Linked DNA regions of Mus musculus: regions 1, 3, 4, 5, 6 and 7 are each linked to region 2. Evidence: chromatin contacts called from public Hi-C, HiCAR-type and promoter capture Hi-C data. All regions are on one chromosome and are shown on one strand. Each heading gives the region's core, a stretch centred on a gene start, on an enhancer-like site or on the middle of the called end of the contact. The rest is flanking DNA. Distances are from core to core; before and after follow the strand shown.

Region 1 (3,542 bases), core at 358-2,857, 2.5 Mb before region 2:
TAGTTTGTGGGACTCAGCTTTCTCCTCCCCCAGACGGGCTATAGGGATTCAGATGCGGTCACTGGACTCTTGATCAGTGCACCATTTTGCTGGCCCCGTTTTCTCCCCTCTCCTTTTGTCCTTTCTATCGACGGTGCTGATGGCTGCGTATGTTAAAAGCTGTTGAGTTGTACATTTTAAGTGGGTGAAGTGAGTGTGAACTACATCTACATAAAGCTGCACTAATTTTAGAAAAAGTGCCTCTTGAATTGTCCTCAGTAGAAAATACTCTGGAGACTCTATTTTGATTAATTCAAAATTAATTTATGATGGGTTCTCCAATGGCATGTGCCGACACGTAGCGTGTTTATACAAGTTTATTTGAGACGGGTGCATAGAGTGTGCTATGGTTTTGCTCAGTATGTTTTTTAGTTGGGGGTTAATTTGGGGAGGGGGCAGTTATATTTGATATCTGTGAATCCTGTGTGCTTTATTATGGAAACATCAATCTAAGCAGAAATTATAGCATTACCTTATTCTGATTGCACACACTGCTATATCGAGTTTTACTGTCCCCCACACAAGTTTTCAAAGTAAACCATGCTTGTTCAGTTGCAGTAATAACCAAACTGAACAACCACTTGTGATAGTTACAGCGTTTGGCCCCAACTCTAGGACAGGAGTTACTGTGATAGACAAGTCCCCCACACCTCTGTAAATTCTTCTGCTCTCTTAGCAGTCTGCCGTTGATCTCCTCCCCCCCCCCCCCCCCCCAGATTGGAACTTGGAAATCAAAGTTTCCTGTTCCGTTTTTACCAGCCCGTTGAACTCAGTAGTCTTACATTGTGGATATTTTAACCTTTGATTATCTGTGGACAATTGAAAATATTAATTTAAAATGAGCTTAGTGTTTTCTTCCATAAGACGTGTAGGGATAAGAAGGCCGCTTATGTGTCCCATAGTATTGAAAAGTTTACAGGTCACCTGACAAGTGCTGAGGCAGCGAATGGGCTGGGACAATAACCAGTTCCATGCTAGAGTGTGAGCGAAGGCGTCTCAGCTGCACGGCAGGGTGGGGGTGATCTTGTCCTCCCCTCCCTTGCTCCTTCCTTCCCTCCCTTCCTTCCATACACCCTGGTAGGTTCTTTTGGGCTCAGCCTAACACCAGGATTGAAACTATCTATTGAGAACCTCGACTTTATTACCTGAAGCTAGAAACCTTTATTGAAAACACTTTTAATTTACTTAATTTTGGCCATCTCATGCCGTGTATGTTTAGACTCCTTAATTTCTTTTTCTCATCTAAATGTACAGCGAGTGTATCTTTGAGCAGGTAAGCCCCGGAACTGGCTTTATTATACATTATACCAGCAAGTTAAGTTTGATTCATTTGAATTTTTAAAATCTCCAGAGCTTTGAGAACGACTTTGGAACATTCTTTACTGTTGGAGCTTAAAGAAAATAAATCTCAAATGTGCTCCTTATTAATTCACCTGCTTGGCAAGCAGAGATGAAAGGGTTTGGCGGGGTTTTCCTATTTTCTCTGATTTCTGTTTGTACTGGAGCAAACTGCCCTTTGCACAGAGTGGCCGAACTTTCATAAAACACAAAGATTTCATTATTGAGATACGAAGAACAAGGGGCAATGTTGTGTTATAAACAGGCCTAGAACCTCCCGTGTAGCTGGTTTGTGTGAGATGTGAGGGACTTGGTAAAGTACTTAATTCGGTGAGCTGTGAATTAAGAGCAGGACCAGGAAACAAAACTTTGTCTCCCTTCAGAAGGTATTTTGAGTGCATGAAGTAAAGAAAAGGGATCAGGTAAAGACGTGAGTTCCTCCACAGAGAGGCAGGAACGGCTTCTCAGTTCCTTTCCAATCTGGGGATCTGGGAACCCACGGCTGCTGATCAGCTTCTCTGGAAATGAGAAGACACAAGGCACAGTGCACACCTTGCAGCCAACTGACGGCTCACCCCAGCTGGTGTTCCTGTGCGACCCCACAGTGGGAAAGTTTGTCATTTGTTTTTGACACATTTCTCTTTGATTTCATACTCTCATTCCTACAGGTCTGGCCTTCCTTCAGGGCCTTCTTGGCGCAGCAGACTCCGTGTATTCAGTTTAGGTAATTTATCACTGCACACCGTGTCTCCTTAATACCTAATCTCTCTCCTTAACACTTTCCCTGTCTTCCAAGCCAGCAGCATAAAGAAGGATTCCAGGGGAGTGGGCCTTAGAGCTTCTGCCAAGAAAAGAAAGGTCAAGGTCCACGAGGTCCCCAAACATCCCACAGATTCACTCCACTGCCCTCCCTTTGCAGGCACGAGTGCAGAACATTGACAATTCACCAAAAGTCACTGCGTGGCTTGGAACAATGGCCCTGTTTTCTCTGCTTGAGGGCTAAGATGGCCACAGGGAAAGAAGCCAGCCAGATCCAAGAGGGCCAAGGGGGCAACACTGTCTCTTCTCTTAGAAAGCTTAAGGGAAGCCAAGAGTTTTGCAGCTCATTACCAACATGAATTTTATTCAGGGCCAGGGGCCCACCTGTGCCTTATTAGAAGTGAGTTTAGCTGTGACAGCATGGGCTGAGAGTGAGGAGGAAGGGAGGGGGCAAGGAAGGGAGGTGGGGGAAAAGCCCCACTAGGTACAACAGAGCTTAGGATAACATGTCTAGAATCTTTCATGTCATATAAAGCATGTGCCGATCACTAGCTGTGAGGAAGGTGGGGAGGAAAGACATGGCGAGTAACAGTCAACTTCTTCGTAAAGAAAGGGTGAAACGACATTTCTCTTCTGCAGACACGTCACTGGCAGTACCTGTTAACTTTAGGCATAGGCCAAGTGTCAACCCTGGAGAGAGACGACCAGTGAACAGCTCCTCCTGCCATTTAATCAGTCCGCTGCATCGTATTTATAGCCCTGGAGAGGTCGGCCCATTGTTACAAGGCGGAATTGTGATGTTCAGCAGTTTATTCCTTGGGAGCTGGAAGCATTTCTCCATGGTGAATTTGTAATATTAATTGGCCATGTCAGCTCATGACAAATGTAGTGACATCTATTTCAAGTATTTCAGTTTTATGGTGCTGAAAAAGTGACACGCGCTTGAGATAAAGTAATCTCACAAAAAGATCTTCACGCTCGCCCGTGTGGTGCTTCTAGAATGCTCTCAGAGGAGCCTCGTGTAGGCTCCGTGTTCCACGGGCCGTCTCCTTCCTTTGCTAAGGCTGAGAGGGTAGCAGGAGAAGGAAGGAGGCACGCGGCCTCTGGAGATTCCGGCTGAGATCTTCTGGAGAGCGAAGGTTGAAGGAGCATTTGTGACACAGTCATTTATCTGACTTGGGACAAGCTGCTTCTGGGTCAGACCTGTCAGGACTAAGACAATAGTGCCTTTCTCACTCACGGGATGCAGTGGTCATTAGCCAGAGTGATCCCGCACCCCTTCCGGACCTAAGGAGTTACATGGCCACATCGGGATTCATTTCAGTTATCACACCTTAGGGAAGAATGGTGTGATTTGCATTCGGTATATTAGGAATGTTGCAGAGCTTTCTGGAGTAAACAGGAGA
Region 2 (3,483 bases), core at 558-3,057:
CTCTCCAGCTTCGCAGTGAGAGCAGACCTCAGAGCAGAAACAGACTGGGGGGGGGGGGGGGGGCGGCACACCTAAATCCCAGCACTCAGAGAGGAAGAGGCAGGTAGACTTCTGTGAGTTCTAGGCCAGCCTGATCTACAGAGAGAGAGAGTTCTAGAATAGGGAAGATTACACAGAGAAACCCAGCCTTGAGAAAACAGAAACAAAACCCCACCATGGTTTGGGGCCTCAGAAAATCTGAGCTGAAACTGAAGATACTGCATTCTCAAACACAATAGCTTGCTTAATATGGGTCAGTGGTGCTATCTGGCACTACACACTAATAGTTAATAAAACTATTCACTGCTAATATGTCAAGCTGCAGGTGACAGGACGACTTCCCAGTAACTCTGAGGTAGCTATTGCCTCGCCTCCACTGTTCTAATGCAGGGCACTGGGGTTCTGAGAAGTTGAGAGACTGTGCCCGAGACCACACAGCTCTAAGAGGAAAAACCAGAATTGAATAATGTCTGTGTTTCAACAAGCACAAGGCTCTGCACCCTGCATAATAAGTGTGCACAATTCTGCCAGTTCAAAGAGGGTAAAAATGAAAAGAACCTGAGTAGTTAAGCAGACCGTGGGAATTGACACATTAGGCAATATTTAACCAAATACCTGGAACTCAGTATGTAGCTCCAGCTGCCCTCGGCCTCACAGCGATCCTCCACCTCAGCAGTGCTGACACGGTTACCGGTGGAAGCCACCCACCATGCCTGGTTTGAAACGGACTGCTTATTTGAGCATTTCTTTACCCTTGTACTCCAGTCAATAACGGTCTGGTGTGTGAAAAACTGGAGAAATTTTAGCAAGAAAGGAAGAAACGTGGCACTCCACACCGAGGAATAACGTGATCAACATTTTGAGTTCCACAGATTTCTGACCCACGGCACTCGCTGAGAGCAGCCGTTCCGATTTGTGCTGCCTGAGTAAGGTCTCCACTACTTGCACATAAAACTGTTTCCCAGCTAACTGTGCAAACGCGTACAATGGGCAGGTCTCCCAGCTATTTCCAGTCCGTCAAACCAGGCTCGTTTGAACCCCAGTACACATCAATGACTCAGACGTTAGAACTTTTCCTGCTGTCTGTAGTTCACAGCTAAAGCTTCCTCACTACGCTTGATTTTGCGGGGGGCGGGGGAGAGAGTAAAAAGCTTATTTCTGTTACTCTGACTTTTCATTCATCTGTATATGCATTCTGCTAAATTTTAGTATGTGTTTCTGCTTAACTTCACTTCGCAGTTCCTCGTAAACAAACTGCTGTTAGGTTCCACAGCAAACCTAAGTGCTCCCCACATTTAGGATCTCGGTGCACCTAAAAGCAAGCTCAGCCCGGCACGAGTGGCCGGTTTACCTGCGGGTCCAGCCGTCCTTCCCTCCCAGCTCCACCTTTCTACCCCGGGTTCAAAGTTTGCTCCTGTACTCTCCCGCCTACTTAGGGAGAAAGGCCGCAGAACCAGGATCCCAAGAGCGAGAAGCGTGGGTAGGGCTATAGGTCGGTCCGGCCAGGAGGCTTGGGAGTAGGGCGGGCAGGAGCGGTGACCACGTGCCCTGCACTTACCCGACAGCAAAGCAGATCCGGTGCGCAGTGAGCGGACGGCGGCGGCGCTCGGTACACAGGGCCGCGGCGAGCAGAAGGTCAGGGCGGTGCGCAGGCTGTAGGCCACAACCCGCAAGCTCCTCGACACTTGCAGCGACATGGTCAGAGGTCCGGAGGGTAACTGCGCTTCGCCTCCGCCACCGGGCCGGTGGGGACGGGGTGGGTCCAGAGTAAGCGGAGCACCCAGGCCCGGGGGCGGAGCCCGGGAGAGGCGCGCTCTGATTGGACATCTTGAAGGTTCCACTTCGGATAGGACAACCCGCGCGAGGGGCGTGTGCATGTGGAGGCGCTGAGGCCCGGATGGGGCTGTGTGAGAGGCGCAGATTGGCTGGGCAGGGAGGAGGCGGGGCCTCACTGGAGGGCGGAGAGTAGAATCTTGCGAATAGAAGCTCCAAGTCCGCAATCTAGGAGTTGCCCTGAACTGCATCGCTGCAGGGGCCAGAGAAAGATTCCAGCAAGGATGGTTTTGCTGGGCTAACGCAGTCTCATGCCACTAAGCCAAAAAGTCCTACGGAAGATGAGGTGCCGCCAGGCCCTTAAAGCACACAGTTACGCCTAACTGCACAAGGTCACCCCCATGGGATTCATTTAAGACCGTTCTAGGCATCAAACCCTGTTTCAAAGAAAGAAAGAGGGAGGGAGGGAGGAAAGAAAAAGGACAGAAAGAGAAAAGGGAGCCGGGCGTGGTGGCGCACGCCTTTAATCCCAGCACTCGGGAGGCAGAGGCAGGCGGATTTCCGAGTAAGGAGTTGTCCATCCTCGGAGTTATCAAGTCAGGGACCTCCATTCCTTATGTTCACTGTCAAGGGAAATGGGTTGGCACCACCAAGACAAAACAGGATTTACCCTGAGGTGGCTGCAGATGTCCTTGGAGAGGGAGAGAAGGCTCCCTGAAAAGGCTCAGTGTCCCTTAGCCAAGAGAAAAGCGTAGGATGTACTGGGGGCAGGGAACCCAGAGTCTGTACAGTGGATGAGGGGAAGGGCGGAACAATATATACTAGAAGCTGTACCAGACATTCAAGCCAAACTAGGGCTGCTGGTGGCAAGGAAGTAGCAGTTAGATAAAAACTCTGGTAGATGACAAAGGTGGTGAGCTTCCATGATGGCCAGCTTCATCTACACCCCCCTGAGCTGAGACAAAAGCCCGGTACCTTAAAAACGGGTGGTACCTTTTAAAATGGGCTGTTTCTTCTCCTGCCAGCCCAGCCAGCCTCCTGCTCAGGGACTGGCTCAAGTAGTTCAAGGCCACATCAGGACCGGCTTACACTTGTAGGCCAGCCAGTGATCCTGTCTTTTCTTTAAACTGACCAGCCCTATAGGGAAGACTCTACAGAGCCAGCAAACAAACAAAGCAACCCAACCCTCAAGAAGAGATTCCAGCCTGGTAGCTGCATGCAGCTTTAATCCTAGCACTCAGGGACAGATCTCTGAATTCAATGTCAGCCTGGTCTATAGTGAGTTCCAGAACAGCCAGGGCTATACCAGACAACCAGAGGAACTCTGTCTCCGAAAACCAAAGATAGATAGATAGATAGATAGATAGATAGATAGATAGATAGATGATGGATGGATGGATAGATAGATAGATTAAACATTTATATATATTAAAAAAAGAGAGACAGAGAGACAGCCGGGGCGTGGTGGCGCACACCTTTAATCCCAGCACTTGGGAGGCAGAGGCAGGTGAATTTCTGAGTTCAAGGCCAGCCTGGTCTACAAAGTGAGTTCCAGGACAGCCAGGACTATACAGAGAAACCCTGTCTCGAAAAACCAAAAACCAAAAACAAACAAACAAAAAAAAAACATAGAGGGTTGATATCTGCCCAGTTCTAGTGCTTTAAGGCTTA
Region 3 (3,153 bases), core at 320-2,819, 2.4 Mb before region 2:
GAGATGGTGTTATTTTTAATGAATTCAAACAATAGTGGGAGCTGCTGTTGTGTTTGCGTCTCATACAGCAATTCATACCCACAAACACAGTAACATATGGCTCTGTTATTACTGGGTTTAGGGATTTATGTACCTAAAGGAGTTTTGCAAGCTCTGGGTCTCACTCGGCTCGCCATACACAGCAACTCAGTTGGAGGAGCTGGAGTGGCTAGTTTCTCATTTTCAGATTAATAAGCTCTGACCAATACACTTTTCTCAGGTCGTGTTTATGAAACTCCACGACGTTCTTGTATGTCGTTAATGACCCCCCTCCTTATGATGTTGGTAGAAGGCCGGATTAGTGAAATATAAAAAATTTTGCCTCAACAAAGACAAGTTCTGGATTGTGGGGAAAGCACCAGCTTCCCTTTCTAGCTCTGCAGTGCGGTGGCCTCCAGCCCCTGGGGTCACTTGATGTCCTGGAGATTCGTTGACACCCACATACTCCCTATCACAAGACGGCCCCCTCAGGTCCTGGCTGTGTTTGTTTTAGAGCTCCTGCATGGAACATGCAGCTGTGTAAACCCAGGAATGGTTTCTACCCAGCTTTGATCTTCTCATGGATCAACAGTTGCCCTCGGTCCCTGAACCCGGCTTCATAGCCCCCATCTTACTTGGATTTTTCCATTTTCTGCTAATTATGACTTCGCATAGGAAGCCTGCCAGCAGCAGCCCCCACGACTCTGGGTAGATAATTTGGAAAAAATGTTGTAAGTCTGTTAGTGTAGAACTATATTAAGGAATAATTTCCATTCAATGCCCCCCAAAATATGTCCTTTAGTTTCCTCTTTAGAGACAGTACGACAATATCAAGTAGACTGCTGGAGTTTGATGAACATATACACATTATAGACGGAATACATGGGGTTTTCTTCTGTTTTGTTTTTTAACCAGTACAACGTATCCTTTATCATAACCCCTAAGAGGCTCAATTCTACCAAATGTACCTCAATTCACCATGGACACCGTCTGTTGGGCTGACTTGTGGCAGCTTCTTTTTCCATCAATAGGCAGGGAGTCTGTCGAGAACTCTGCAGCAACACTACAAAAATCATACTGCTTATTCTTACAACCTAGACAAAAGCTAAATCCATTGCTTAGGAAAGGCCAGAGATATGAAAAGAAGCCCTAGGGAGTTCCGGGGAAGATGGCTTCTTCCTGGGCTGGTAACGAGTGGCTCATGGGACTGGCCTGTAATGCCTCCAGGATGTAGAGTTAGATCTGGGAAGAAGTGTCTCTCCAGAAGGGGTGACATGTGACATGGAAGACCGCATGCCCCAGTGCAGATGGGCCCTCAGAAGCACAGGCTGAGGCAGATCTGGGTTTGCTTTCTGGCTCAGCCCCTTGCTGTTTGCATGGTTTTGGACAGTTTGCTGTTTGCATGGTTTTGGACAGTTTGCTCCAGCTTTAGGAGCCTTGGCTTGCTCACCTAGAAATGTGGAATTAATACTGATTCCTGCCTCAGAGTCTGGAAGGACCAAGTGAGAAAAACACATGAGAATTGCTCAACACTGTCCTCGGGACACGTAAGTGGTCAAGAATGTTAGCTTCTGTCATTTCCAGCGTTGTGACTTTGGGTGCTCCCCCCACCCTCCCTTCTGTTTTGTTTGTTTTTGCTTCTAGCATGTGTGTCTGTGTGTGTGTTTGTTTGTGCAAGCACACATGTGTATGCATGTTTATGTTGTATGTGCACATGTATGTGCGAGTAGGGGGTGCATCCATGCATGTGCATGGGCAGGGTTCTTGAGCCATCCTCTCCACCTTAGTCTTAGAGATAACCTCTCTCTTACAGAACCCAGATCCTATCATTTCAGCACTCAGACTCCTCCTGTCTGCAACCACTCTCCAGAGCTGGGGTTACAAGGCTTTACCCCCTGACTCACCTCCCCAGCCCTCCTTTCCTTTTTTACACCATAAAAGATAAACTGCATTTCTGCCCATGTTCTGGTTCAATGGGAACCAAAGAGCACTTGACAGGAGACTCTCTGACTTGTCCACGTACGGGGATATCTTACCTGGGTTGGAAGAGCACAGCCTCTACAGTGACTCTCAGGAAGGCGCTTGGCGAGGGAACACTGAACACAAGTCTGTGAGTGTTACTTAGTGTCCACCCCAAAGGTTGTGCCATATAGTACATTTGTCTGTAGGTGAGACACTTCAGAGCTTCATGTCCTCTCAGGGATAAGCTCTTCTCACGCCGTAACTGCATCTGACCCTCTGAACCTGTGACACAGAGACAGATCTGCCGTAGTGATGATGTTTAGGGAAACGCTGTTTCTCTAGAGGTATCAGTAACATAGCAGAGAAGAAAGAGCAGTAGGATGCTAAAAATGCAAACTGATACCCCAGCCAGCTTGTGATATCCCCCTAGTTGAATTTGCATGTCCTGTTTGCTCTCACACTGGCCATCAGGTTGGAGATGCAGGGCCTTGGACAAAGATGCGGGTCAAGTTGGTTCTATTGCTGTGCCTTCAGATAGGGAAGGAGGGCAGGAACCATCTTACCAGTGTGTTAAAGCCGCCCAGGGAGCTGGACCAACCCCCACCACCCCAGTGTATGGAAAGTGTCTAGTGATGTAGATTTCTGTGGGACCTATAGAGGAGTTACTTAAAATGGGACTGAGGAAAAAGTAGCAGAAGATTTACTAGTCTCTCACAATAAGCATTCTATCCATCCATCGGTCCGTCTATCTGGCTGCCTGTCTGTCTGTCATTCTCTGTCTGTCTGTCTGTCTGTCTGTCTGTCCGTCTATCTGTTTTACACATGAATGTTTTGCTCACACATGTAGTTGTGCACAACATGCATGTCCAGTGCCTATGGAGGTCAGAAAAGGGTGCTGGATCTCTTGGAGCTAGGGTTACAGATAGCTGTGAGCTGTAATTTGTGCGCTAGGAATCGAACTCAAGTCGTCTGGAAGAGCAGCACTGGGCCATCTCTGCAGCCCTCCTCACAGTGATGCTAAAGCACGGGGCACTTTCTTTTCCCTCTTAAACGTAGATTTATCATCTTCTTCGAAGTATCTACATTTAGATATAATTTACCAGATAGTAGCCCCCACCCTCCCTCTCTCTACCCCCTACCCTCTGCTTCTGACATGTCTAAGTAGTTCGTCAC
Region 4 (3,260 bases), core at 98-2,597, 2.4 Mb after region 2:
GGAGAGGACTAAGATCTGTACTGTGGCTAATACCGCAGCTTAAAGCTCAGACTAGAGAGAGTTTGTGCCGTGCACAGGGTGTGTTTGGCACCTCAGGGATGCTGCTGCTGCTTGAGGCCAGAGTTGGCTTACAGGGTTTAAATGAGATCCCAGTTCATAATGAACTGAACGGTAAAGAACAGATTTGTTCTGTAAGCATTAAACATGATTGTTCACTGTACACCTTTAAGTCTACTTCACTGTGTACTTTTCTTCAAGATTAGCGTCCCAGCAAGGCTCAGCTCTGCTCTGATGTGTTTGTGGTGTCATGTTCCCCAGCCAGCCCACCAGGGACAGTGGATGAAATCATAGGTGCAGGATAAAGAGCAGGGGAGAGGTGGATGTGGCTGTGTGTGGTTATGTATGTGTGTGTGTATATATGTGTGTGTGGCTGTGTGTGTGGCTATGTGTGTATGTATATGTGGCAGTGTGTGTCTCCGCATGTCCACACAGCTGTGAGAAGGGCTTGGCTACACTTGGGTTGCATTGGCAGGTATGCTTGTGACCTGGAGCACATGTAGTAAGTATATCCGTGTGTGCATCCACATTTGTACACGCACATCTGTGAGCATATCACACATCAGCAGGAACAGTGCTACTCTCGGTTGGACATGCTTGTCCCCTGTCTTTCCTGATAGCATCTTCTAGAACTTCCCAGGGTGGCCTCCCTAGGTTGACTGGACTCTATGATCCCAGGCTCAACCCTGGCCTAGGTAGAAATGTCAACAGAAAACAGCTTTCACCTCAAAGGCGAGAATTAAAGACTGTTTATACTTGAGCCAGATGTGTCTATGGCCCAAGGGACATGGCCTCAGGTTGCCCTGAATACACCACCGCCCTGAAAGTGTTCGTATGTGAATTTATTATAGAGCTAAGTCATAAAGCAACTTGCCAAACACACTCCAGCAATGCAGGAAACCTGATGAGAGTGGTCCGGGTGCTGAAACCATTCTTGCCTTCTTGATCAGTGGGAACTGGTAGTTATAAAGCATTTAGGGCAAGACAACAACTCCAGGCACCGAGGTTATCAGAACCTGCGTCTAGGACCTACCTAATAGAATCTGCTCCCACACATTGTCCCCTGACCTCCACATATGTGTCAGAGCACACACACAAATAAAAAATGAAAATGTAATGATATTTCTTAATACATGTTAAAGGTTTGGATAGTCACAAGGTTACTAGGTCAAACCTAGGAACTGCATTGAACATGCTGCAGTCAGATTAAAGGCAAGGACGGTTTGCCTCTGATCTGCGATGTTCCAGCTTTCCACAGTCAGGAGGTGCTGTTGCTCCGCATTGTTAAGTCTTTAGCACTGTGTGGCTATCTTGGTTTAGCTTCAGCTTACAGAAACACTCAGCCAAAGAGCAGGCCCTGCTGCAGCGGGCCCTTGGGAGCAGCTGGGAGTGGGGCATCTTCTCTGCATCTGCTCTGCAGGGCACCCTCATGCTGCCTAACTACTGTCTGCATCAGCTTGCTGACCACCCTTCACAGTGTGTCCCTCGAGCCCTTCCACCGTGTCCTCAACCTGCCGCCAGCCCTCCAGTCACTGCCCAAACCTCAGCTTCCCTTTGGTGTGTATTCTTCCGACCTGTTCACATCCCACCATGGCCCTAACCTTAACCTTGGAGGGCCCCGGGTGGAGCTCTGGTCCTTACTGAGACCTGTCACAGGAAGCTCTTGCTGATTCTAAAGCACTTCTCAGTAATCACACTTCCCTTCTTGGTCACTGGGCCACTTCCCACATCTGCAGACATTTTGTGGTGGAAAATGTCCACTTCCATCCTGAGTGATGTTCCTGGCGTGCCCCCCACCCCAGGGCTTTAGGGGATCTAAATGAAATGAGGGTTGGTGGGAAGACGGGGATGGAATGAACACAGCCCCTGTGGTAGACAGCTCTGGCCCCTTCCCAGGCTACCTGATCATAGTAGGTGCTGTCCTCCTCACCGCCACCAGGTGGCACTGCTGCGACTCGAGTGCCTTCTCCAAAGGGTGCGTAGGAGTGGGGTTTGGTTAGGAGCTTCTCCCTCGCCGGCGAAAACCATCTACCCAGACCCACATCGGCCCACACAGACCAACTCCAGGTTTCCAGAACACTGAGCTAGTGAGAGGCACAGAGCTGGAGAGGGATTCGGAGCTGGGGAGGGCGTGGAGCTCACAGGGACCGCAGAACTGTGGAAGAACAGAAACTAGGGGTTCATAGAGCTAGGGATACAGAGCTGGGGACATGGAGCTGCCACTCTCCCTCCTCCCAAAGCTCCTTGGCTCTCCCAGCGCTGGTCGGCTTTCCCAACAGTGGCTCTCTACGGGTTCAGAGGGTCCCTCCCCTCTCCCTTCCGTGGATCTCATTCAGGTTGACTGAACTGATGTTCAGGCCTGATCCAGGATCACAGACCCAAATCCAAACGCACTGGTGGCCAGGTGCCTGGCATCAGCCTTGGGTAGTCACTGTTAGAGTTTTCACATCACCTCTGAGCGTAAGGATTAAGTATTTCATGTCCTTGAATGTAATCCAAGACTGAAAACCAGGTGACTGAAAGCAATGGTATTAATAAGTTCTTGTTGCTTTTTCTCTCAGAAAAGGGTGAGGGGATAGAAAATTTGGCTCCATGGCTAAAGTGCCTGCCATGTAGACATGTGGACCTGAATTTGGACCCCCATGGCCCACATAAAAGTGAGGCCTGATGACACACACCTATAACCCTAGCACTGGGCAGGCAGAGACCCCAGGATTCCCTGTAGCTCACCAGTCAGCTGCCTATCCAGTCAGTAAGTTCAGAGAGACCTCAGAAGATAAGGTGGAGGGACAGTGAAAGATGCTCGTCAGCTTCTGGCCGCCACATGCACACATGATGTGTCACTGCACAGCTACAAGGGCAGCGTGAGTACACGCATTAGAAAACATACGAAGCATCGCACCAAGGTTGGCCAAGCCTGAGCAGCTCCCGCATTTTACAGTTTGTGAAACAAAGGCTAAAGCCAAGGTCGTGCTGCTGCCAACCGAGGCAGACCCCCGAGTGCTTCTGAGCAGGAGGCTTGGAGTGAATCCTAGGCTGGCTCAAGAGGAAATACACCTATGGCCAGCAGGACCCTTGGCAGAAGCCCAGAAGATACAGAGCAGAGCAGGGTGTCCCAGCTGTGTGCCTATGCTTTATCTCAGCCAGAGCTCACTGGCCTCCAAGGAGCCTTTGGACAAAGCCATGTCCACTATCTGTGAATC
Region 5 (3,367 bases), core at 487-2,986, 2.5 Mb before region 2:
TGCATTTGGTTTTGTTTATTTAACTTCAGATTGGCATATTCTAGCTTTACATGATAAGGAGTTTCATTGTGACATTTCCACACAGACATCTAATGTACTTTGTCACAGTCACTGCCCCCTCATCCCTTCCCCCACACCTCCCTATTCACATTCTCCAACATCCGTCTTTCACTTCCACGTCCCCTTTAGCGTTCAGTTTTTAAATTATGCATTGATTGATTACAGCATTGATCCCATTGTGTATCGATCGTTTGTCGGATGGGCTCCTTATTTAGTGAACAAATACTTATCGACAGCATCTGTGCGTGTAGTCTACTGGATTGTGAGTGTGTGTGTATACACCTCATTGGCCTCGTCCTCATGGAGTCTGAGCTACAGTGACAGACATGTAAATGAGTAATGGTATCCAAGACACTGGTTACTGCATGTGTGTGTGTATGTGCGTGTGTGCATGCATGCATATGTCTATCTGTTTGTCTAGTATGAAGGTAGATGGGGTTGAGATCTGGTTATGTCCCAAGCTCAGTGTTACTTGTGCAAGGGGCAGGTGGGTTCAGAGCTCTGTCACCTAGCGGACATTGAACTTCTGGTCTTCCTATTTCTGTATCTCCCCAGTGCTGGGATTTTTAGACGTGCCCCACCAAGCTAAACTGGAAAGATGAGTTTTATTTATTGAATGATTGATTTTTGATGCTGCTAGGCCAGTTAGTGGTTAAGAACAGAGGTTTGGATTTAGACCAAGGTTGGCCGGAACTCTCCCTGGCTCTACATTTCTGTAGTGGTGTGGTAATCTTAGCTCTCAGTGGTCCTCCATGTGCCCTCCATCTTCCTATTGCTTCCCTGCATCACAAGATGATTGTCAGGTGTAAATGGGACAGCAGTGCCCTGCTCACAGTGCTGGAAGCCCCTGTTCGTCACCTCTCCATGCTCTGCTCGTCTTCCCTCTCCTCTTCCCAGCAGCAGCCCCTTCTGCCTCAGCAGGGCCGGCCTCAGGGCCAGACACAGCATCCTCTGGGTCCGTCGGCTTCAAGTTCAAAGGAAAGCTTCCTCACTGTGGTATTGGATTTTGCAGGATGGTGACAGCTTCTACAAACCTCTGGTCCGTGAGCCAATTTGGAGGAAATTGAATCATTCTCTGCGCCTTTCGGCTTCGTATCCTAAAAAGCCCGAGCAAACACTCTGGGCAGGCTTCAGCAGCTTCACATCCAGGGCTCAATCACAGCTTCAAAATAAAAACATCCCTCATTGCTCTCCGCCTGTGAAGCTGGCTGTGGAGCCTGTCACAAACCTCGGAGCTACAGATAACACCCCTTACCCTGAACACACACCATATCAGAAGGTCCTCGCAGGCACAATTCACTTAGCGTGCTCTGTGTGGACGAAGGCTGGGGGTGGGGTGGGGGTGGGGGTGGGGGATGGGAGCTGTCAGGAGCAAGGGCTCTCCTGCGCCTGTAGCTCCAGGGAGGCTCTGTCTACTTACGTCTCTCTCAAAGTGCTTTCCTGTTCCAGCCTGGGCAAGCAAGCTGAGCTCTGCAAGGGTGGCGTAGCCCTTTGGCATCATGGCGGAGCCACCAGCCTCATTACTCCTCAGCAAAGAGCCCTCTGTAGAAATGGCAGTGGATTTTGTAACTGGCAGTCTCGAGTGGTCCATGATTCGCAAAGGATTTATATGTGAAGGGAAACGGATGGATTAAAAATATTAAACAGTGTAGCCAGGACCCGCTCGGATGAATTGTTGGGATCTATTTTCTCCTTCTACTCTAAACATATGGCATGAATTTTCCACCCTCATTACAGTTGCTGCGAGAAGGCAAAGGCAAATATTGATATTTCATTCATGTTTTACGGTGAAAACACTGTTTGGTTTGTTTATACAGTTTGACTATCACAGTTTTTATGGTGAGCAATGAAACCACTGTAAAGCCAAGCCTGGGTTATATAGCAGATGCGATAAACCCTCACATTCAGGGAGACTCCCCGGATGGGATAGCTAATGTCACATGTCCAGAACGAACAACTGAATTGTGGGTCAGGACAGGCTAGTCAGGACGTAATACCCAACAGCCCCTGTGGACCCTCTACAGCATAAAGCTACCAAGGTCTCTCTTGTCTAGACTGAATCTCTAGCCAGTGTTTCTGGGAGTGCCGTGGGGGGAGGGGGGCGGGCTTGCAGCCCACATAGCTGGATGCTATGCACAGGAAGGAAGAGGCTTGCTGGTTTGTATTGCAGCCAAGCTTCTGCTCCCAAGTGAGACCTGTCACCAAGGCTCATGTCCCATTGGCCCGTGTGAGTGTCCACATTCCCAAGTCTCGGGATTACCTGCTGCCGTGTGTACGTGGACAGGGGTATATGGCTGGGATGTCGCAGATCAGACTGAGGACTGCCTGACACAGCTACACTTAACGCAAGCCAAGCCCTTGTGTAGCTATTGTTTTAACTGATTGTCTGCTATGTGTGTGTGTGTGCAAGTATATGCCTGCGAGTGTGTGTGTGCGTGTGTGTGGCATGTGTGTAAGTAGGTATGAGCATGTGGAGGCCAGAGTTAAGCATTGGGTGCCTTCTCTGTCTTGGAATTCACCAGTTTGGTCAAACTAGACAGTCAGAAAGTTCTAAGTCTTTCTCAGCATCAAACTTTCCGTTCCCATACCCACATGCATTTCCTGTACCTAAGGTGGAGGACAGCTCTTCATACATTTCATGCAGTCAGCTGTTGAGACGTACCTGTCTTCATGGTCCCCAGGCTAATCATCCCAGAGCCCTGCCTGTGTCCTCATCCACCAGCCCACATCTCTTTAGAACATCCTGTAAACATGACACATAACATTTCTCTCCTCTTCCCACTCTCTCTCCCTCTTTTGAACACTGTGTCTCCCTAGCCCTGACTGTTCTGTAGACCAGGCTGGCTTTGAATTCATTGATCTACCTGCCTCTTTCTCCTGGGCGCCAAGATTAAGGGTACACACCACTACCACCCGGCTTGACATTTCTTCCTTTAAAACCGTTCAGACCAAGGGCTGGCTGGCTGGTTTGCTGGATAAAGGCACTCACTGCTAAACTTGGATGACCTGAGTTTAACTCCTGGGGAGAACCAACTGCTTTGGGTTGCCCTTTTACCTCCACACACGAAAAAAGTGAATAAAAGTCTTGAGCAAACCAAGGGCTGTCCTGTCATGTGTACATGCCACACACGTGTGCATCACGTTCTATCTACACTGTGTGAATCCAAGCGCATGCTCTCTTCCCCACCCCTCTAAAGAAGAGAATCATGTTTGTTGTACTTATTTTCATTAGGGTCCTTTCTTTAGGCTCCATTGTGATTCTGAAAATCTTTTAAAAAACGAATCAATTAAATGGAAATGAACTGTT
Region 6 (3,517 bases), core at 824-3,323, 2.4 Mb after region 2:
TGTTAGACTAGAGTGCCCGGCTGCTGAACAAGTGAACAGCGTGTATGCATAAAGGAACGTGGGGGGGGGGGACACACTCAGCAGGAAGAGTGGAGAGTAGGCTCGAGGGAGCACGCCTGAGTGTGTAAAAAGTGCTGTGTGGATCCTAGTGAGGTGTGACAGGAGCCACAGAAGCAGTGGGCCAGATAGAGGCTGAAATCGGTGACATTTGGATACTGCAGTGGAGGGCAGGGCAGGAGAGTTTTGGGGGTATTTTTGTTTTTCCGAGACAGGGTTTCTCTGTGTAGTCCCAGCTGTCCTGGAACCCACTCTGTAGACCAGGCTGGCCTGAACTCAGAAATCCACCTGCCTCTGCCTCCCAAGTGCTGGGATTAAAGGTGTGCGCCATCACACCCGGCTGGCAGGAGAGTTATAAGTCATGTGTTTGAGCTAGAAGAATAGACCTGGTGGCTTGCATTGTTCATGGTCCATAACCAGTGTCTGCTCTCGCATGATAGGCTGTTCCTGGATATCCTACCCACTATGGCAAACTCTTCCAAAAGGGCAGGTCCCAGCATCCACGGGCAGGCCTGAGGTGCTGTGGTACTAAAGACAGAGGCAGATGAAGAATGGAAGGGTACAGTTTATTGGAGAACTTACTCAAATGTATAGTCTTGGTAGACAGCAAAGCCAAACTGGATCCTACCACATGGGTCAGAAAGAGAGTCACAGACTCGAGTTAGGATAAAGTGACTTTCCCCCTAGCTGGAAGGCACGTGGTCCATCTTAAGTTCTTATCAAAGAGCCAGGTACAGGTTGGAGCCTGGATCCGGTTGTAAGGTCCCAGACGTCATTCTTGGGATTTGGTCTATCGATAGTTTGAAGAGAAACCATGCACCAAAAAATGAACTGTGGTTTCTCTAGGACAGTCACAACAGTCTGGATCCAAGATGACTGTCATCATATCAAGCTGAATCCATACAGAGCCTACTCTACCAGTCTGATTCCTTTTTGCAGTTATTTTAATGTGACTCCCTCCCTCAGATGGTAAACTGAAGGAGAATGAGCAGGGCTATTTCAAATGCAAGCCTAGGGTGGGCCTGGAACTCACCAAACAATTGAAAATCATTTCACTGAAAGAATGAATGAATGAATGAATGAATGAGGCCCAGCAAGGAAGCTGGTAGGGAAGAGATTCTTCCTATACCCATTTCCGGCATGACCAGACGGAAGCTCTAGGATGCAGCAGGAGGCATGGGCTGGGTCTCCAGCAGTTCTGTCTGGGTGGGATTCTTGACATGAGCCAGAGAGTACCTAGGGAGGGTCTGTTGGGAGAGACCCTGTTCTACTGTCCGCGGGTCGGGACAGGGTCAAAATGTCAAGTCAGAGAATTACTCTGAGAATTACATGCTTGGTGTGTACATGTGCATATACATTTCCTTGTACACACGTGTGGGGGTGCACGTATGTACATGTGTGGTTCTGGAAGCCAGAAGACACCTCGAGTGATGGCGCTACCCGCATACTTTTTGTTTGGTTGGTTTGGAGATAGGGTCTCTGGCTGACCTAGACTTACCTTGTTATCTGGACTGGCTGGCTCTTGTCCACCTCCCTGAGCTAGGACTACAAGCGTTTTCCCATGGGTTCTGGATATGAACTCAAGTTCTCAATCACTTTATCAAATGAGCCATCCCCATTCCTAGGAGACCTAGTCCAGCATGCAACCTTAAATTTCTCAGCTCCTCACCTACGCTAGATCCGAACCCTAGCACAGGAGGCTGCGTGCATAGCACGGTCCCGGGAAGAGCTGAGATGTCAAGCTCTCAGATCAAGAGAAGCGCGTGCGTAGTGGGGAAAGGGACTGAGGCGGTGACTCTCAGAACAGGTGTAAGGATGCAAGCCAAGAGGGCGAGTCAGGTGCCCCGGGGCTACCGGGTTCCGGGGACCTTTGGCTGCACTTGGCCTCCGGCCTGAGAAAGCCACCTCGCCCCTCCCCCGCCGTTCTACCCCCCGATTGGCCAATGTCTCCGTCCGCCGTCCGGCCTCGGCCAATGGGGCCGGCGAGAAACCGGAAGCCGGAGCCGGAAGCGAGGCAGAGGCCCGCTCTCCAGTGGCGTCTCCCGCTAGCAGCTGTCGCGGAGCTGTCATGCGAGGCCTCGGGCCAGGCTTGAGGGCTCGGCGCCTGCTCCCACTGCGGTCCCCGCCGCGGCCTCCGGGGCCCCGGGGACGTCGGCTGTGCGGCGGGCTCGCGGCCAGCGCCATGGACGAGCTGCTGCGGCGAGCCGTGCCCCCGACGCCGGCCTACGAGCTGCGCGAGAAGACGCCGGCGCCCGCCGAGGGCCAGTGCGCCGACTTCGTGAGCTTCTACGGCGGCCTGGCCGAGGCGTCCCAGCGCGCCGAGCTGCTCGGCCGCCTGGCTCAGGGCTTCGGCGTGGACCACGGCCAGGTGGCCGAGCAGAGCGCCGGGGTGCTGCAGCTGCGCCAGCAGGCGCGCGAGGCGGCCGTGCTGCTGCAGGCGGAGGACCGGTTGCGCTACGCGCTCGTGCCGCGGTATCGCGGCCTCTTCCATCACATCAGCAAGCTGGACGGCGGCGTGCGCTTCTTGGTGCAGCTGCGGGCCGATCTGCTGGAGGCGCAGGCCCTCAAGCTGGTGGAGGGGCCGCACGTCCGGGTAAGGCCCCGCCCGGGCCACCGCGACCCCGGGGCCGCCGCCCCCCGCCACCGCCCCGGGGCCCTGCCCACTTCCCACTCCCCACTCCCCAGACCCTTACCCATGCCCCTGCAGCCACCTCGCCGGCCTCAGATACCACGGTGCTTACTGCGTGGTTCGTAGCACTATCCTCGGGGGTCACTGTCGGGTGTGACACCCATTGCGCTTACTCCAAAATAGCTCTAGTTTTAACTGCGCTGTTCTTGAACAAGGATGGAACACGGCTTTGGGCAAAGTTTGGGCACCTCCCACGAACGTCCATCACCCTAACAGGTTACACGAAATGCACAAACATGGCCAAAAGTCAAGGTCACCACCGCCTGGGTCTCTAAAGCCTCCAGTCCTCTTTCTGCAATCTGACTTTGGACAAGAGATTTGATTCCAAACCCCCAGCCCCAGACGCAGTGATCCTAAGTTGACTTTTTAGTACCTGTGCTAGTCAGCAGCTTACCCAGCGATATCATGTAGCGTACAGATAACGGAGGTGTATATAGCTGAGACCCAAAGGATTGTCTAGCATAGCTGCCAGCCATTAATATTCAATAAAGAGGAGCATTGACCCTGAGTTCATACACAATGATATCACCATTTCAGAAGTCCCCAGTGTTCAAAGCCTCATCTGCTTTTTTCCTGACCTGCTTGAAACAGGCATGGCCATTTTTACTTCCATTCTGTCCTTTCGGTTGACACCTATCTCCTTTAGAGTGAAGGACATGACACGCTGAGGTGATGAGCTGTCCAAGACTTCAGATATACATCCCCTGATCCAGGCTCCTTTGCACTGCTATGTGCAGGTTTACAGACTTCTCATTTTGATTGCTTAACCCT
Region 7 (3,252 bases), core at 80-2,579, 2.4 Mb after region 2:
GTGGACGCTGGAGTTCCCTGTTTCTCTCCTTTACTAAACTGTCTCCTGGCCTGTAGCCATCCATGTGCCTGTACAATTCACTGTAACGTAGGAACATGGAGAACTCTGGCCGGTGTTGGCTCTGCAGAGGGGATCAGCCACTCCTCCTGCCCTGTCTAGAGTCTTCCTTAAGCTGCCCAACTCCCTATAACAGCCCCAAGGTAGGGTGGAACAATCGGACCTTATATCCTAACGCCGCGTACCTTCACTGGTTTGCTAGACTCAGAGACACCCCCACTCCAGTCCATAAATGTAAAGAATTGGATCTGTCTTAGTTAGGACATCTATTGCTGTGAAGAGACACCATACCCACAACAACTCTCATAAAAGAAAATATTTAACTGGGGCTGGCTTACAGTTCAGAGGACTAGTCCACTATCATCATGACAGGAAGCATGGCATGTGCAGGCAGACATGGTGCTGGAAGAGGAGCTGAGAGTTCTACATCTGGATCCACACACAGCAGGACACTGGCCAGGCTTGAACTTCTGAAACCCCAAAGTCCGCCTCCTAGTGACACACCTCCTCCAACAAGGTCACACCTACTCCAACAAGGCCAAACCTCCTAATAGGGCCAGTCCCTATGGGCCTATGGGGCCATTTGTATTCAAATGACCACGATATTCTATCCCAGCCTCCTCCACTGCCTGCACTGTGTTTTGTCTGTGTGAGGTTGTTGGGTCTCCTAGATTTGGAGTTGTGAGCTACCCTGTGGGTGCTGGGAATAGAACCCGGGTCCTCTGGAAGAGCAGTGAGTGCTCTTAACCGCTGAGCCATCTCTCCAGCCCCCTAATGTTTTTTAGTAGTAACAGAACACTTTCTTATTTTGTGTGTATGTTTATGTGTGTATGCATGCATGTCACAGCAGTGCACACACAATTTGTGGGAATCGAGTTTCTGCTTCCAACATGTGGATCACAGAGATTGAACTCACAGTGTCAGACTTTGAAGCAAGCTCGTCACCGGCTTCGCCTTGCAAGGCCTGAGTGCCTAACTACATCCATGGAAGAAGCCAACGCTAATCCCCACAATTTTGGTCCATTTCCGGCGTTTTCTCCTCCTCTTCCTCTCGGTTCAGCCTTCAGGGTGGAACTGGGCGGAAGATGAAGGCGGAGCTAAGAACTGGGGGGCGTAGCTTATCCGCAGGCAGGACAATCTGAAGCCTCCTAGGACCTTCCGGTGCGTGGCAGAAACTACAACACCCACAATGCCTCGCGGTCCCGTGACCGTGTAGTCGCGAGAACTGTCGGCTTGTGGGCGTCTGCGCCGAGAAACCGAAGTGTAGGTGACGGTTCCGAGACATCGCCGCCAAGCTGGGCACCGGGGAGATGGCCGAGACGGACCCCAAGACCATGCAGGACATCACCTTGGTGGTAAGCGGCAGCCTCATATGGGCCTGGACACCCCGGGGCCGCTCTCGGCCCTGGCGTGGGGTGTGGCCAGCGGCCTCGGCCCGCGCACCTGCGGGGCTCGCCCTCCGGTCGGCCCCGACCCGGACCCTCCGGACCTGACCCGCAGGGACACCGATCCGAGCTGGCAGGCCCTTGCTGAAGGCCTCACACTCCAGCCGGGAACCACCACCACCCCACCCCCCCTTCATGCCTGCGTCCTCGGCTCCCCAACGCCGGTCCCAGGAAGGGGGTCTCGGCATAGGTTGGGATCGGCTGACTTGTCCTGGTTTCTCTTAGGTGGAGACGCTCTTGCAGCAGATGCAAGACAAGTTTCAGATCATGTCAGACCAGATCATCGGAAGGAATATCCTTTTGATTTGGAGGCAGTTTCTTAACTGTGGGGGTGAGCGGGGTGGTTTACAAACAGATTTCAGTTAGTCATTTAGAAATTGCCTTTTTTTTTACAAAGGGTTTATTATTTTTAATTATATGTATAAGGGGGTACTGGGAGTGACTGAGACCAGAGGCGTTGGATCCCCTGGAGCTGGAGTAACAGGCGGTTGTGAACTGCCCAGTACACTCGTGCCCTCTGCAGGAGCCTCGCGTGCTCTTAACGGCCGAGCCTTTTCCCCGTCCCCACTTAGAAGTGTCTTTCCTGATCTTGGCTATATTGTGTTCCCGTGGAGGACTGTGCCAAGAGCCAGAGACACAGCGAGACCTACCCCAAGCCCTTGTTGGTGCCCCTCCAGAACACCAGTAAAGGGGTTTGCATGGTAACCGTTGTCTGGGAGTACTTCTAGAGTTGGAGGTGTAGGGAAGAAAACTCACCCCAGTCCCCCCGAACCCCGACCGCCAGGCTGTCACTGTAGCCAGATGAAACTGGGGAAGCAGCTGTTTAAACCAGTGGGCGGGGGCCTGGGGGGGAGAGGCCGAGGTGAGGTGATGCTGCCGTGCGGGCTCTTTAACTGTGCCACTAGATGACATGAGCAGTCGGATTGACGACCTGGAGAAGAATATCGCTGACCTCATGACCCAGGCTGGAGTAGAAGAACTGGACCCTGAAAACAAGATTCCTACTGCCCAGAAGAGTTGAAGGTGAGGGGGGGGGGTTACCTCAGCGTAAAACGCCCGTCAGTGCGACGGGGTGGGGGGGTGTCGTTGATCGGTTATCAGGAGACCTCTCTCCTCCCCACCGGTGAACTCCCAAGTTTTTGAAATACCACCCGAAGTGAGATCTGACGCCCTCTTCTGGTGAGTCTGTAGACAGCTACAGTGTACTTATCTATAATAATAAATCTTCAGGCCGACCTGAGCGAGCACAGGTCCTAAATTCAATTCCCAACAACCACGTGAAGGCTCACAACCATCTGTACAGCTACAGCGTACTCATATACGTAAAATAAATAAATCTTTAAAAAGAAAAGAAATGTTCCATGCCAAACTAGTTCCTTGGGTAGATTTCACATTTCCGAGTTGTATTACTTCAAACTTACTGTATCAGTGCCAGGCATGTGCCAATCTTTTTCCTCATAGCACGATGTCAGCTATGAAATTCCCACCTAATCCCAGCACTTGGGAGGCAGAGGCAGGCAGATTTCAGAGTTCGAGGCCAGCCTGGTCTACAAAGTGAGCTCCAGGACAGCCAGGGCTACACAGAGAAACCCAATCTCGAAAAACCAAAAAAAAAAAAAAAAAAAAAAAAAAAATGAGATTGATTTTTCCTTCCTTCCTTCCTTTCTTTCTTTCTTTCTTTATTTCTTTCTTTCATTCATGTACGCTGTCACTCTCTTCAGACACACCAGAAGAGGGCATCAGATCCCAT

What was found. Promoter capture Hi-C pulls out the DNA fragments that hold promoters and counts their contacts. Hi-C and Micro-C count contacts between places; a contact is called where the count stands out from the background. HiCAR-type assays count read pairs that join an accessible place to other places.
Region 1: a contact with region 2 is called in a promoter capture Hi-C map of liver, with 2.8 times the contacts expected there. The contact joins the enhancer-like site here to the promoter of Gcsh in region 2. A contact is called at or near these places in 8 of 39 promoter capture datasets (the 3T3-L1 cell line, 3T3-L1-derived adipocytes, the C10 cell line and 3 more) and 1 of 115 datasets of contacts at active chromatin or transcription factors (astrocytes).
Region 3: a promoter capture Hi-C map of 3T3-L1-derived adipocytes shows a contact between it and region 2, with 5 times the contacts expected there. The contact joins the enhancer-like site here to the promoter of Gcsh in region 2. A contact is called at or near these places in 5 of 39 promoter capture datasets (the 3T3-L1 cell line, 3T3-L1-derived adipocytes, hippocampal neurons and 2 more) and 1 of 115 datasets of contacts at active chromatin or transcription factors (astrocytes).
Region 4: a contact with region 2 is called in a promoter capture Hi-C map of liver, with 5 times the contacts expected there. The contact joins the enhancer-like site here to the promoter of Gcsh in region 2. A contact is called at or near these places in 6 of 39 promoter capture datasets (the C10 cell line, embryonic stem cells, hippocampal neurons and 2 more).
Region 5: a contact with region 2 is called in a promoter capture Hi-C map of the 3T3-L1 cell line, with 8 times the contacts expected there. The contact joins the enhancer-like site here to the promoter of Gcsh in region 2. A contact is called at or near these places in 5 of 39 promoter capture datasets (the 3T3-L1 cell line, 3T3-L1-derived adipocytes, frontonasal cranial neural crest and 1 more).
Region 6: a contact with region 2 is called in a HiCAR-type map of astrocytes, with 5 times the contacts expected there. The contact joins the promoter of Mlycd here to the promoter of Gcsh in region 2. A contact is called at or near these places in 1 of 39 promoter capture datasets (embryonic stem cells) and 2 of 115 datasets of contacts at active chromatin or transcription factors (the NIH/3T3 cell line and astrocytes).
Region 7: a contact with region 2 is called in a Hi-C map of Th1 cells, with 6 times the contacts expected there. The contact joins the promoter of Hsbp1 here to the promoter of Gcsh in region 2. A contact is called at or near these places in 3 of 39 promoter capture datasets (the C10 cell line, embryonic stem cells and liver), 3 of 484 Hi-C or Micro-C datasets (CD4 T cells, the G1E-ER4 cell line and Th1 cells), 2 of 115 datasets of contacts at active chromatin or transcription factors (astrocytes and fetal liver) and 1 of 9 other capture datasets (adipose tissue).

The regions. Positions count from the first base shown.
Region 1 is chr8:114,534,159-114,537,700 of GRCm38.p6, forward strand. The region is part of intron 5 of Wwox (WW domain-containing oxidoreductase); the gene reads left to right. Among named protein-coding and RNA genes, the nearest start is that of Gm16116, 61 kb to the right of the region's middle. Within about 2 kb of position 1,608, at least 6 of the 459 cell types and tissues checked have an H3K27ac peak or open chromatin away from gene starts, as enhancers often do. A contact at or near this core is called in liver, where this site is marked.
Region 2 is chr8:116,991,691-116,995,173 of GRCm38.p6, forward strand. Gcsh (glycine cleavage system protein H (aminomethyl carrier)) reads right to left here and starts at 1,808. Exons shown (of 5, transcript NM_026572.4): 1 at 1,598-1,808. The coding sequence starts at 1,736.
Region 3 is chr8:114,610,757-114,613,909 of GRCm38.p6, forward strand. The region is part of intron 5 of Wwox (WW domain-containing oxidoreductase); the gene reads left to right. It overlaps Gm30554 (a long non-coding RNA gene), which reads right to left. Exons shown (of 3, transcript XR_388057.4): 2 at 2,055-2,262; 3 at 1-1,081. Among named protein-coding and RNA genes, the nearest start is that of Gm30554, 5.8 kb to the right of the region's middle. Within about 2 kb of position 1,570, at least 23 of the 459 cell types and tissues checked have an H3K27ac peak or open chromatin away from gene starts, as enhancers often do.
Region 4 is chr8:119,410,869-119,414,128 of GRCm38.p6, forward strand. It overlaps Mlycd (malonyl-CoA decarboxylase), which reads left to right. Exons shown (of 5, transcript NM_019966.3): 5 at 1-234. Among named protein-coding and RNA genes, the nearest start is that of Gm46053, 5.0 kb to the left of the region's middle. Within about 2 kb of position 1,348, at least 113 of the 459 cell types and tissues checked have an H3K27ac peak or open chromatin away from gene starts, as enhancers often do. A contact at or near this core is called in hippocampal neurons and liver, where this site is marked.
Region 5 is chr8:114,503,600-114,506,966 of GRCm38.p6, forward strand. The region is part of intron 5 of Wwox (WW domain-containing oxidoreductase); the gene reads left to right. Among named protein-coding and RNA genes, the nearest start is that of Wwox, 66 kb to the left of the region's middle. Within about 2 kb of position 1,737, at least 28 of the 459 cell types and tissues checked have an H3K27ac peak or open chromatin away from gene starts, as enhancers often do.
Region 6 is chr8:119,392,821-119,396,337 of GRCm38.p6, forward strand. It overlaps Mlycd (malonyl-CoA decarboxylase), which reads left to right and starts at 2,074. Exons shown (of 5, transcript NM_019966.3): 1 at 2,074-2,650. The coding sequence starts at 2,126.
Region 7 is chr8:119,343,209-119,346,460 of GRCm38.p6, forward strand. Hsbp1 (heat shock factor binding protein 1) reads left to right here and starts at 1,330. Exons shown (of 4, transcript NM_024219.1): 1 at 1,330-1,412; 2 at 1,728-1,794; 3 at 2,405-2,525. The coding sequence starts at 1,368. The coding sequence ends at 2,523.